Regions from separate parts of the Hordeum vulgare genome. Here region 2 is linked to region 1. The links are chromatin contacts, called in public Hi-C maps. All regions are on one chromosome and are shown on one strand. The core of a region is the stretch at or near the end of the contact, and the rest is flanking DNA. Distances in the headings are between cores, read along the strand shown.

Evidence for each region. Hi-C and Micro-C count contacts between places; a contact is called where the count stands out from the background.
Region 2: a Hi-C map of seedling shows a contact between it and region 1, with 4 times the contacts expected there. The contact joins the promoter of LOC123443210 here to the promoter of LOC123439658 in region 1. A contact is called at or near these places in 3 of 6 Hi-C or Micro-C datasets (leaf and seedling) and 1 of 1 datasets of contacts at active chromatin or transcription factors (embryo).

What each region holds. Positions count from the first base shown.
Region 1 is chr3H:122,532,523-122,539,555 of MorexV3_pseudomolecules_assembly, reverse strand. It overlaps LOC123439658 (G-type lectin S-receptor-like serine/threonine-protein kinase At2g19130), which reads left to right and starts at 5,190. Exons shown (of 2, transcript XM_045116350.1): 1 at 5,190-7,033. The coding sequence starts at 5,434.
Region 2 is chr3H:123,127,731-123,134,553 of MorexV3_pseudomolecules_assembly, reverse strand. LOC123443210 reads right to left here and starts at 5,522. Exons shown (of 13, transcript XM_045119511.1): 1 at 4,603-5,522; 2 at 3,949-4,122; 3 at 3,717-3,850; 4 at 3,409-3,610; 5 at 3,089-3,327; 6 at 2,864-2,975; 7 at 2,599-2,740; 8 at 2,313-2,455; 9 at 1,949-2,118; 10 at 1,453-1,821; 11 at 1,268-1,323; 12 at 957-1,165; 13 at 1-879. The coding sequence starts at 4,636.

The DNA.
Region 1 (7,033 bases), core at 3,941-6,440:
ATGATGTCGGAGCCCGTAGGGCCCACCCCACGGAGGGGTGCTTGAACGGCGACGATCTTCGGGATTCATGGAACGGCTGCCTCCCCTGTGTCGCTGATGAGAACCGGGGCTGTGAACTGACTGATGAGTGTTTGCGTGAACAAAACTATTGTGGATCCTGCTGTGCAACTGGGAGACCACCGAATTTTGCTGCTGCGCCGTGTGCAGCAGGGCACGGATCTGCTCGATTCATCTGCCAGCCTCTGAATTAGTCGGCTGGAGGGAATCGGCTATCTTGGCGGCGGCGGCCAAGTTGAGGACGGGTGTGCGGAACACCTCCACGTTGCTCAGACGAGTGCGCCGACTGGCAGAACGGCGGGGTTGACGGCGAGCGCCGGATGTTTCGCCGACCTCGTGCTCGTTCCGGCGGGTTTGGCGGGGACTTTCATGGGAGTTGGCCATGTGCACTTCGGCTGGAGGCCCGCGACCCAAGTACTCGGAAGGAAACTCAGTTGGAACTGAGTCCGAGCGCTGGGACGGCGGCGCAACTACAACCGACTCGAGGACCGCCACTTGTGAAGACGCGTTCTGGCGCGCCTGGGCGTGTTGCACCCAACGCTGGAGCCGCGGACGGCGGGACCGCTTGTTGCGGCGGGCGATGGGGGCGTAGATCGACACAGGAGCCGAATGCTGGAGAAGAAGGATGCCGCGGGCGCCGGCACGGAAGTGCGTAGCCCCGCGACTGGGGAGCGCCTCGACGTCGAGAGGGGCATCCCGAAGCCATGCCGTATCGTCGATGATGAAGGAGAGAGCGCCGAAGAGGATCTCATGACCCATGCACAAATCTCCACCGGATGACATGATAAAAAGATGTAGTCGCAAATTCGCCGAAAGTCGCTTAGACGCCTGCCCCATGGTGGGCGCCAACTGTCGTGGGTATAAGTCTGACAATAGATGTATAGGGTACGAAAGGATGGGCAGAGCCTTAGCTACGGCGAGGTTGTATGAGTTCAGGCCCCTCTACGGTGGAGGTAAAAGCCCTACGTCTCAGTGCTCTTGGGAGCTTGATGTCGAGTGGAATATGGATTACAGTGAATTGCCAACCCCTGCACCAGTGGGGAAGGGCGGCTTATATAGAGTGCGCTGCCCTTCACAACGGTTCGGTGCCCTCGGGTGGAGTAGTGGCGAATAAATGCCTACGTTACAGGTAACGTATGCCTTAAATTCTAATAAAGGTACACGGAAACGTATGACCGTTGCCCTCCAGGGGGGTTACGATGTACAGAGTGGAATCGAGTCGGTAAGTTTGATACGCTCCAAATGCTCATCTCCGACTGGATGATGGAGGAATCGTCACCGACTGGATGATGGGAAGTCCTTAATTCAGTCGGAACTGACTAAGGGCCTTGTCTCTTATGAAGGGTAGTCCTTGGGTAGGACCTATAGGGCAGGCCTATGACCCTACCCTAGGACTATAACCCCATCATTAGTCCCCGAATGGATCGGGGGTGGAACGACGAAGCGATGCTTGGAGTTCCTTAAGTAAGAACATCATAAGTTGGTTGTTTCCTTAAGTAAGAACATCACCTTAGCACCGGTCCACCCACATATCAAATTATCAAAGTAGCGAACGAGATTCAACTCAATATGTTGAATGTGACTAGATAGGAATTCCCATGCGTCCTCGGGAGTGCTTGCTTAATATAACAGTACTTTGAGGGATGTACTTTTCTACAAAAATGATTGGGCTACCTTGTTTCACATCTTCTACTATCGTTACTTGTAACTTGTTATTCATTATCTTCCTACAAAACTATCTATCATTGTCATTTACAACACATGCACAAAATCCCTTGCTAAAAAACGCTTGTCATTTCCTTCTGCTCCTTGTTGGGTTCGACACTCTTACTTATTGAAAGGACTACGGTTGGTCCCCTGTACTTGTGGGTCATCACTCGTCTCCAGTTGTTTTGGATACGCTGGCTTCTACTCCCAACTATTGTCGCACCACGCGCCAAACACCGGCAAGAGAAGTGCCACAGGGACTACCTCGACTGCGCCCCCTCCAAGAGGTAATAAAATGAACTCATAATTTAGATATCGTTACAGCCGCTTGTGGGCATTCGTAATTTTTGCCGGGCTCTGTAGGAACCGGACTCAGCCACTTTCGTCCGAAGACATCGAAAGGGTACAAGGTGGTGCCCACAAACAAAGAAACTCAACAAAAGCTAGAGGTAATGCGGAGGTTCCGAGTGCAGACGAGCTTCCAGAGGATTCCGAGGAAGACTCAGTCACCAATTCTGAAGTCGAAAGCGTGATGAATCACCGACGACGAAAGGAGTTCCTGCGTCACTATAAATTATCTGGACATAAGTTTAATGCTCTTAATTTTGTAGATGCATATCTCATAGCTGCCCGAGCAGGACTTGTAGGAGTTACTAACCTTATGTCAACCGTTTGCACGTAAGTGATTGATTTTCACAACCCAACATAAAGCATAACATTGTAGCCCCCAAGCCTTAACTTGGTCAGGAAAACTGAGTTAAGGGTCTAAATAAACTTGTTGTGACATTTTGTAGGCCTCGAGGGATCAAAATAAGAAATTGCTCGGGGACCTTGAGATAAACCAAACACAGCTGGAGGCTGCAAAGGCCGAACTGGGGGAAGTGAAGAAATTCACCAGGGAAGCACATGGTGGGTAATAAGTTTGAATAATACATAATTGCGCAAGGCATCCTTTTCTAATGAAAGTTTGCTTTATAGCAGCCGAGTCTATAGGCGAGCTACAAAAAGATCTGGATGTGGCGAGAGAATCACAAACATATGCCGAATCACAATAGGAGGCCGGCCATCGGGTATTATTCCAGAATCTTCATGAAAAGAAATACTCCATGCGAAAAACCAATGACACGCTGGAGAAATTGAGAGTTTAAAAACTCAACTGGCACACGCCCGCGAAGAGAACTAGAGATTGAAAGGTGGCATGTTCGGTAAGATGTATTCTAAGCTTGTAGTTCCGTATACATATTATATCGAACTAACAAACATACCACGTCTCTTGGTAGCTCTCCTAACTGGGCATCCCGAAGAAGAGGCCAGCTCGTTTGGAGCGAACCTTTTATAGGAACTATCCATCAGGCATGAGCGGGGTCAGAAGGTGATGAAGAACATGGTCAAGTGACATGGTCTATATGGTTGACTAGAGGGGGTTGTATAGGCAACTAACAAATTTTAAATTTTTCTTTTAACAAATTAGGTTTAGCAATAAATAGCTTGTCTAGATATGCAACTAAGGGAGCAACCTATAGGATGCTAACAACAACAATAAGAAGAAAGAAGTAAATACAAGTAAAGGTAAGAAATAACCACAAGTGGAACCGATGAATACGAGGATGTGTTTCCGAAGTTCCTTCCCTTTGAGGGGAAGTACGTCTCCGTTAGAGCGGTGTGGAGGCACAATGCTCCCCAAGATGGCACTAAGGCCACCATATTCTCCTCACGCACTCACACAATGCGAGGTACCATGATTCCACTAAGTGGTGCCTTGAAGACGGCGGTCAAACCTTTACAAACAAGGTTAGGAAAATCTCCACAACTTAATTGGAGGCTCCCAACAAGACCACGAAGCTTCGCCACAATGGAATATGGCTTCGAGGTGACCTCAACCGTCTATGGTGCTCAAACACCCAAGAGTAACAAGATCCGTGAGGGATTAGGTGGGGGAATCAAATTTCTCTTGGTGGAAGTGTAGATCAAGGCCCTCTCAACCAAACCCTAGAATATCAACAAGTTTTGTTGGATAGGGAGAGAGATCGGGCTAAAATGGAGCTTGGAGCAACAATGGAGCTTTGGGGGCAAAAGGTAGGGTTCTCAGGGAAGAAGAAACCCTTTGTATAGTGGGGGAAAAAATCTGCCCGTTACCCACCCCCTCTACACGAGACAGAGCAGTACTACCACTCCTAGGAGCGGTACTACCGATGATAAGAGCAGGGGAGAGCAGGGGAGGCGGCGCGACCGGGGGAGAGCAGGGGAGGCTGCGCGACCGGGGCAGAGCAGGAGAGGCGGCGGCCGGGGGCGAGCAGGATGGAGGCGCATCGCGGGAAAAGGCGAGGCGGACAACGAGAGGGCGAGCAGGGCGGGAACGCGTCGCTGGAACAGGTGTGGCGGTGCGTCGCGGGAGCAGGGAGAGGGACGAGAGGCTGGATTAGGTCAGTTTTTCGAGGGGGTGGAGAGGTCATTCGGGCGTGGTGGGTCGAGGAGGGAACAGATGTGATGGGCCTCAGGAGCCACGCTGAGCAACGAACACGTGATCTTCCGTTCGCTCGGGAGCCATGCTACGGGGCCTTTTTGCATCACATGAACCATGTTGAGTAGTGCTCATCCACCCTATCAAACAGACAAAAGTGGGTTGAGAAGGAAACTGTTGCCCTCATGCGCCCTTGGTGCAGGCTACCAAACACACCCATAATGACCGCGTCGTGGGACGGTGCTACGCAATGGCGGGTGCGTATCTTTTCTCTTGAGCCGCGTGGGAAAGAAAATGCCATGGAAGGAAGGACCAAATCCAACGATGCACGCAAGGTGAATCGGTTGGCTACGATGCGACCGACCAAAATTTCAATCGGCGGACCGGGGCGTATCCGTTAAACAGAAAAGACCACGAGACTGTCAAAGGCTTTCGCAATGCGGCTGCAATTCAAACTTGTCAAGAACTATATCATGTCAGTTATAACCATACCTGGCCAAACGGACCGACACGACACGACCCGACACGACCCGTTGTAATCGGGCCTGGCACGGCACGACCCGCCCAGGCACGTTTATTAGTCGGGCCGTGCCGTGCCGGCCCGTGGGCTGCGCCTTCAAGCCCAGGCACGGCCCGGTTATTAAATGGGCCGACATGATGACCCGATTAGCACGCTGGGCCACATATTTTTAACCTCATGGGCTTATTTTTGAGCCTATTGAATCATATGTTATGTATATATATATACTAAAAAATCTAAAAATGTATAAAAAAAATAAACAGACTGTGCCGTGCCGCGTGTCCATCCTTTCAGATCCAAACACAACCCGAAGTGTGCTTCGTGCTGGGCCCAAATACGATTAGGCCGTGTTGGACCGGGCCCGTGTCGTGCCAGGCATGTCTGTCGGGCCGGCCGGATTTATATGGCTCGTTTGGCCAGATCTAGTTATAACAAGAAAGATAAGCCGATTTCCACATAATTTCACCGTCCACTACAGCGGGCGCACACACAAACAAAAAAGACAAAAGCTGAACTGTGATTCTGTGAAGGGAAGTGATTAAACGTGACATGGCCGAGTGCAGGACGGAGGTGATATTTTCACCGCAAACGAATGAGCCAACCTGAACTGCAAACTAGTAGCTCTGAATTTCTGAAGCTTGCTGAACTGGAGTAAAGCTTGAGAGCAAGACGAGCCCGCGGCGCGCCAATGGCGGCGGCGACGGGCGTTCACCGTCGCCACTGGTCGGGCTGGAGGATTGGGGGAAGTTCCCACTTCGTTCCTCTGAAGGTTATGCACACCAGTGGCGGCTGCGCAGCGCGTTCGCTCAGCCCCGGCCTCTCCCCAGCCAAACGGGCGCCGCTGGTATTTCTCTTCCTCCTGCTCATTGACGGCGCCCTCTTGGCCGCGTCTGCCACCACGGACACCATCCTCCCCGGCGAGGGCATCTCCGGTAACGAGACCCTGGTCTCTAAGACCGGCAGCTTCGAGCTGGGCTTCTTTTCCCCAGGCCCCGGCATCCACTACTTCTTGGGTGTCCGGCTCAGAAACATGGGCCACAGCCCTACCTTCTGGCTCGGGAACAGGGTCGTCATCACCGACCTGCCCGGCGCGTCACTGGAGATCTTCGGCGGCAGTCTCTACATCAAGCAGAATGGAGCCAGCCTCTGGTGGACGCCGTCGCCGGGCGGCAATGTGTCGTCCGCCGCCGTGGCGGTCCTCCTCGACAACGGCAACCTGGTGGTGAGGGACCAGAGGAACTCCTCCCTGGTCCTGTGGCAGAGCTTCGACTACCCCGGCGACGCGCTGCTCCCCGGAGCTAGGCTCGGGCTCGACAAAGACACCGGGAAGAACGTCTCGCTGACGTTCAAGAGCTTCTCGCACAACGGCAGCCTCAGCGTCGACGTGACGCGCAGGAACGGGTTCGTGCTGACCACCGACGGGCACGCCAACCTCGGTACCTTCCCGGACTGGATGGTGTCCTCTCAAGACAATGGCAGCTCGCTGCGGCTGAGTCACAGGGAGGGCCCAAACAGTACCGAGTTCTTGCAGTTCCATCTGGGGCAAGTCAGCCTAATGCGGTACTCGGAGCCGGATCCCGACGCAAACGGCACCGGCGGTTGGGCCGCTCGCTGGTCCTTCCCTCCCGATTGCAAATCCGGCGGGTTCTTCTGCGGCGACTTCGGCGCCTGCACGAGCAGCGGGAAGTGCGGCTGCGTCGACGGGTTCACGCCGTCGTTCCCGATTGAGTGGGGGCTTGGGTACTTCGTCACCGGCTGCTCGAGGTCTGTCCCACTGAGCTGCGAGTCCGACGGCCAGACAGAGCACGGTGACACCTTCGCCCCATTGGACAAGCTGCAAGGGCTTCCTTACAACGCCCAGGGAGAGATGGCCGGAACCGATGAAGTCTGCAGAGCGGCTTGCCGGAGCAAATGCTACTGCATCGCCTACTCGTATGGCCATGGATGCAAGCTCTGGTACCACAAACTGTATAATCTGAGCTTGGCTTCTAGGCCGCCGTACAGCAAGATCTACCTCCGATTGGGCACCAAGCTGAGGAACAAGAATGGCTTACAAACAAGAGGAATTGCATTACTGGTCACTGGATTGATATGCTTTGCTTCTTTGATACTGATAATATCGGTGCTGCTATGGAGATTCAGGAGGAATTCATTTGCCGCCAGGAAGTTTGAAGTAGAAGGCCCTCTTGTGGCCTACACTTATGCACAGATCAAGAAAGCGACGATGAATTTCTCTGATAAAATCGGGCAGGGGGGATTCGGAAGTGTTTTCAGGGGAACACTGCCGG
Region 2 (6,823 bases), core at 4,273-6,772, 590 kb before region 1:
ACGACGGGAGCACCAGCAGCAGCAGCCCGACTGAAGCCGCCTTGGCGCCCTCCAGGAAGGAGCTCCTGTCCGGGCTCAGGTACTGCACCTGCCGGTACAGCGCGTTCCACTCGTTGCACACCTGCGCCGCGAACGCCAGCGAGAACACGCCGAGCATGGCGATCCCTACGCCGCCGCTCTCCTCGACCTCCTCGAGCTCGCCCCTGCCGTCGTCGCTGTTCCGGTCGATGAGCACGAGGCAGGCGGCGAAGACGAACACCTCGCTGGCCACCGCGACGATCTCCACCAGCTGCACCCGCTTCTTGATGAAGGGCTTCTTGAGCAGCATGAAGAAGAGCTGGAACGACGCGACGGCCAGCACCACGACGGCGTGCGCCCGCGACGACCGGCCCGACGACGCGTGCGCGCCCGCCACGATGCCCAGCGCCACCCGCTTCACCGACTCGAGGAAGGTGTAGTAGATCCTCAGGATGCCGAACACCTTCTGGATCACCGGCGCCTCCGCGTCCTCGTTCTCGTCCTCCGACGCCATGATCCGCTGGTCCGCCGCCGCCCGCTTCCCGCCCCCGCCCACGACGATCTGCGTGAGCATGTACTTGGGCGGGCCGCGCAGGTCCTCGAACAGCGGGCCGAGCTTGACGAGCCGCGCGGCGCGGGCGGGGTCCTTCCACGTCCACTGCCCGCGCTTGCCGGGGCCGAGCGTCCGCCTGATGATCTCCTGGTACCACCGGTGCTCCTGCCCCTCCTGGTGCACCTCCTTGTACTGGAGCAGCCTGCCCGTCGTGATGCCCAGCGACAGGAACAGCAGCAGGCCCACCAGGAACGCCGTCAAGATGCCGATGAGCACGATCCCGACGGCGAGCCCTCCGGTTGTCCCACCTGATCCATATCATTCATCCCGGGAAATCAATCACACGATCTCTGCATCGATCAGAGCATTGAGATGAATGACGTACCTCTGATGAGCGCTGCAGACGCTTGGGATATACAAGGCATCGCAAGGATCGCAAGCATGATCTCAAACCTGGGGAGGACGAGTGCTCCGTACTTTCCTGTGCCTCCTCTGTACCTTAATCTCAAGTAGAGGAGGAGAAGAAGATGCAGCAGCATGAGGCCTCCCCCAATGACACCCAGCCACAACATGTTTCTTCCAAAATATTTCCACCTGCATTCATGCATGCATGTTTCAACACCTTCATAAATAATTCAATATGTCACTTGATGATAAGTCCCAAGAGTACTCGATCGTGAAGACAAAGTATCATACCCGTCCAAATCTTGCAGCTTCATGATAATCTGTGCTTCGGGCTTCATGTCCTGATTCTGCATTTCAGCCATGCCATGCTCATTCAGCATCGAGAGGTTTAACAAGAATGCCAACTCTAAAAAACCGACGACGAGCATGGAGACCGAAATCAAACGCAAGGGGAGAAACACTGAAATTCATGCGACCTCAAAGAAAGACCGGTACTCCATGGCGGTCAGCGGCTTCCCGTCCAATGCCCGGATCTGCAGCGGGATCGGCGGCGGCTTCCCTTCTACCGGTATCTGCATCGGCATGATCTGCTGCTGACCACCTGGTGCAGGTCCAGGGTAGTAGGGATCAGCTTGTACTACATCACTCCTGTCCACCAGCTCCGAGTACGCAATGGCAGGCATGGTGGAGTAGCCCACAAATGGATCTGCAGAGGGACCCTCCCACGGAAGCCGGATGTACGGGATCGTCCACTCTATCCCCTTGGCCAGCTCGTAGTACTCCACCGGCAGATTTATCGACAGCCATCTCGACAGAGCGAAGATCTGGATGTGGCATGCCATTCTCTGTACAAATAAAATAACACAACAACGATCGATCATCGTCAGATGGTGACTATGTGAGCGATGAGCCGGCTGAAACTGAAGCCATCACTGGGACACCAGTAGCAGAATTGATGCCCGTGCCAATTACCAGAAGATTTCGTGATGGCTCGGAGATGGAGTAAGACGAAGGCCTTGTCATGGCGCCGGATGCGATGAGAGATGATGTGGAGACGGTGAGGAGTGTGGCGACGATGGCCGTTGCTGCAAATATAACGGTGGCGATGGTTGCGATTGACGAAGACGATGCAGGGACAGAATCTGCAAGCAGAATCATGGTAAAATCATAAGGATGCTCCATTGCCTGGTTGCCATACTGATGATGATGGGATCCGAACAGTGTTTATGAATGATGATCGAAGGGTTGGATTGGGTTGTTCCGTCGTTGTACTGTCAATAATAAATGAGTAGTAGCAAGCGAAGAATGAATGCTATTGCCCCATGCTGATACATACAGTGTCTCACTTGGAGGCGGTCTGATGGCAGATTGGGATTCCCAGCCACGTCCTGAGCTGTGTTCTCGGCAACCTGGACCGAAACCAGCTTGTCAACTGCCAGGATCTGCATTGTGTATATGCTCTTACTAGCTTCATGGAAGCTGAAACCAAAACCAACCAGCCATACATGAAGCAAACCATTATATAACATCCTAATTAACTCCTAAGGTAAAAACAATTTAGTCGTTTATTCAGATGTTCATGCATATATTGTGATATCTACTATCTTCCTGTTGATTCTTGCCTCAATAGTTTGCCCCCAGAAAGCTGCACTGCAGAGGAGGTGAAGTTAAACACGGGCTTTTCGAACTTGATCAAGACGGGGATGGTGTGTGAGCTTGTCCTCACGGTCGACGTCGCGAGTTTAACAGAAGGCCGTCGCGTATCTGTCAGCAGCGCCATCCATCAAGCACGCAGAAGAGGCAAAAATCATCAAAACTGAGCATGGTGGCACTGGCATGCGTTCAAAATCAAAGTGATGGAGCAGGAAGAGGAATGGGAATAAATACCATATAGGAACGTGAGTGGTTGTGATGAGTAAACCGGGGTCCCCTGTCTGCTGATTACGGAACTCGTATCACATGCAACAGTCACAACAGCGGTGCTCGATATCTTGTTCACCTGCACACAAACTTAGTTAACATTCAGGCGTATGCATGAATCGAATCAAGCACCTAGCTAAATCTAATCATTAGCAGTAAGATGGACAGGGAGAGAAGGACAGCGAAGCTTACGACGAAACCGAACCGACGGTTGCCGAGCGTGCTCCTGTTGGTCGGCGTGAGCACGGCGCCGGTCACGGCGAGAGCGGCGAGGATCTCGGCGGACGAGTTCATCACCGGCTCGGCAAAGGACAAGTATATCCTCAGCTCCCTGTCGTCGTTGGTCGCCTCCACCACCCTCGTGGCGCCCTGGATCTGCAGCAGCTTCTCCGGGATGCTGGCGGTGATGTTCATGGAATCACTCCTTTTGTCTATCATCAAGTTTCGGGTTCAGATCAGTGCGTTGCATGCAATGTAGGAGTATGAACAAAAGTTGGGACGAGGGTACGTACCGAAGCGGAGAGTGAAGCTCGAGTTGGAGCTCCGCCGGAAGCGGTGGCCGGCGACGTCGGTGCAGAACCCCCTGCGCATCACCAGGATCATGCGGCCGTAATCCACGTCCGGCGACGGCGACACGGCGACGGAGTAGCGCAGGCCGGGCACGACGGCCTCCATGGTGGACGGCTCCACGCGGCCGGGCCCGTACACGATGAGCTGCAGTTGCCGTGCAGATTCGTTCGATGAGACCAGAGATACTCTTGTTCGTTTGATGAGAGTGGTACCATACCAAGCCGATTGTCTGTCACACACACACACGTACGTCGCAGTAGGTGGCGTTGCAGGTGAAGCCGCCGCCGCCCGGGCACGGCTCGCTGAGGGAGACGAGCACCGAGACGTTGGGCGCGCTCGTGAACGCCGACTCCGCCGCCACCGTCGCCGTCGGAGGAACGGTGTCTGCATGTGCACATTCGTCGTGGTCGCACGGTCAGTGGAGACTGATTTTGCAGCTAAGGTTGAGGTTGGGTTTGAATTTTGATTGATGGAAGCGTTACTTAACCAACATCCCAGGCGTAGGTGGCGCAGGTTGGGCCGGCGCTGCTTCCTGATCCTGATCTCGGCGTCGCGCACGCTGCGAATGTGTGGTTCCCGTCCTTGAGCCCGGCAAAGCTCACCACCTCCGTCCCATTTCCGTTCCCCCCGCAGTCCGATCGTCTTTCGCCGTCCAACTGCGTGTAAATTAACAGTTTTACCACAGCTCTTCCGGGGTGCTCCTACTCAGGTTCGACTGAGTACTGTTTGCTTAACTATATTGTGCGGACATGTGGAATCTATTTGGTTCTGTTTTTCTGCCGATGCCAATGCTTCTTTGTTTGTTGTCATCTCTTAAATAAAAGTCCTTCATGTGGCAGCGAAATTCGAGAAGACACCCTAATGTCAGACACAACTTTTAAATTATTGTTATTTTTGACCCCTGATAATTACTGTACCGGTAGTAATGAATCGCTCTGTAGAACCATTCAAGCATCTCGTACAGTTTAATTCAAGGCCAACTTCATGCCTTGGTTCTTAACTACTTACTGTACTACTCTAACTGTAAACTAGAATTGTCCGGAAGTAAGGATGTACTTGGACTGAACCTGACCAAATGAGCACCAACATTTGAAAAACGGAATGCGTTGAAAATTCGAAAGATGGAGCTTCCTTACCTTGCAGGTGATGGCGCAGTCCCCGCAGGTCCATCCGCTGCTCTGCACGGCGCGGAAGGCGAACACCGCCGACGCCGACGTCGAGATGCGCGGCGGCGCGCTCGTCAAGCTGAGGGAGACGTCGCCAGCAGCAGCAGCGACCGCCGCGCCCGAGCAGAGGAGCACCACGGCGCTCAGCAGCAGCCGCCGTCCCCAGCTCTTCCACACCATGGATGGATCCTTCCCAGTCCCAGGGTCAGTCAGCTACTAGCTGTTGCAGATGCACAGTGCTGAATGCGTGCGTGAGGAGGGAGAGGGCAGCGGGCAGCGGGCAGCGGAGTGAATGCCCAGCGCAGTGTGCATGTGTGGCTGGCTCGGGGAACGGCGCGCTGCCTATAGCTAGCTACTGTATTAACGCTCCCCCTGGATATACTGGCACTGGCAGTGAGCAGTGCTGAGGTATGGAGGCGGGGGAGGGGATGGAGGGGCCGCGCGCGGCCAATTAAGGCAAGCACAAACCGGCAAGCGGCAACGGCATGTGATCGTGGCCGCGAGGCCAGGGGTTTTTGTTCCGGGGCGGAGGAGAGGGGATGATGCACATGAGGACCAGACCGTTTCTACTAGCCTAGTTTTTTTTGCCTTCCCTGATCTCGTGGATTGGCTGCGACTGCGAGGCTTAGCTACACGCTTGGATTCTCTCTCGCTGTCTCTGTCTCGTGAAATCTCTAACGCGCGAGAGCGAACAACAGTTAAGAGTTTAGCTGAAAGAAACGGGCAGGGGCTGGCTGATACTTTGGTGGATGTCAACAACTGCTGTGGACAAAACCTCAGCAATCAGCCAGTCATGGAGGTGCTCGACGACTGCCCTGTGATATGAGCCAGTGACTGAGGATATGGTATCGGTCAGTGATTGGGGATGATGATGATGATGGGAATCACTGGCAATCCGAGTGTAAATTACCATCTGGTGTGATAATAAGCTGATAATACTGATGAAGGAAGAGGGCACAGGTACAGAGAGGCGCCCCACATGCTGAAAGGAACAAGGAACATCTGTATGCGCTGTTAATACTAAAGAACTACTGCAAGCTCTGAAGGAAGCAGCTGAGGTAAGAAACAAAATGAGTGGGAATCAACCTGCACTGGGGCTAAGATCTGTCTGCGCACATGCACCACCTGCCATCACATAATAACCACATTGCAGGTGAGCTAATTCCCTTTTCTACTCTTCTCCTCACCTATTCCCCTCTTCATATTGTAGTAGTATATAAGCTACTTAAATTACCGATCAAGATGTTCGGCAACAGTTGCTCCATAAAATATCAGTACTCCAAAAAAGTACTTCCTTCGTTTTTAAATATAAGTTTTTTAAAAAATTCAAATATGAAATGGATCTACACTTTAAAATACATTTATATACATTCGTATATAGTTTATATTAAATTTCTAAAAAAAATTATATATGCTAAGCCTACCGATTAATTATTTTGAAGGGGCTTGATGAAGGTCAATTCAATCTTTTTTAAGAGAGGAACGTTTAAATTGGTGAAGGCCGGCAGCGGAGCGAGGATAAACGAGTGCCCCGGGTAAGGGCATTTCTAACCGATCCCTCCACTAACATATGCCTAGTCGATCCCCAATCTGCCGTTAGTGGAGTATGTATTTACTCCGGTCCCAAAAGTCTTTCTATTTTTACTTCACCAATTGGCGGCCAAGTACAACGATGCGCCTCTCTTTCGCGTTCGTGCCGCTGCTGCATCTTCTCGACGCGCCTCTCGCCGATCCCCCGCCTACCCCGCCGCTACCTCGTTCCATCCCTTGCCCTCCGTCTCCGTCCTGCCCGTCGGCCAGCCCATTCGACCCCCATCGTCGTCGTCGGAATCAAGGTGAAATGCCGCCGCCATCGTCGCCATTGCTGATTTATCCGATTTCTTTCGAGTTTCTTCTCTTTCTAGCAGCCGCCGCATCTCACCTTGCTTGCGAACCGCTGCAGGTCACCCACCGCTCGTCGGTTCAATCTAAATTGTTAGGAAATCTGTAACTTGTATTTCCAGTAGGCCATAGGCCAATATATACATACATGTACAAGTGTAGAATATTGCAGGAAACCACTTATATAATGCAGGTAAATATGAAAGGCTACATGACTATATAAATAGTACTCTAACAACCCCTCCTTTAACTCATGATGGATTAACAACACTAAGTTTGAAAAGATAGAAGCGATGTTGGGCTCTAGTCT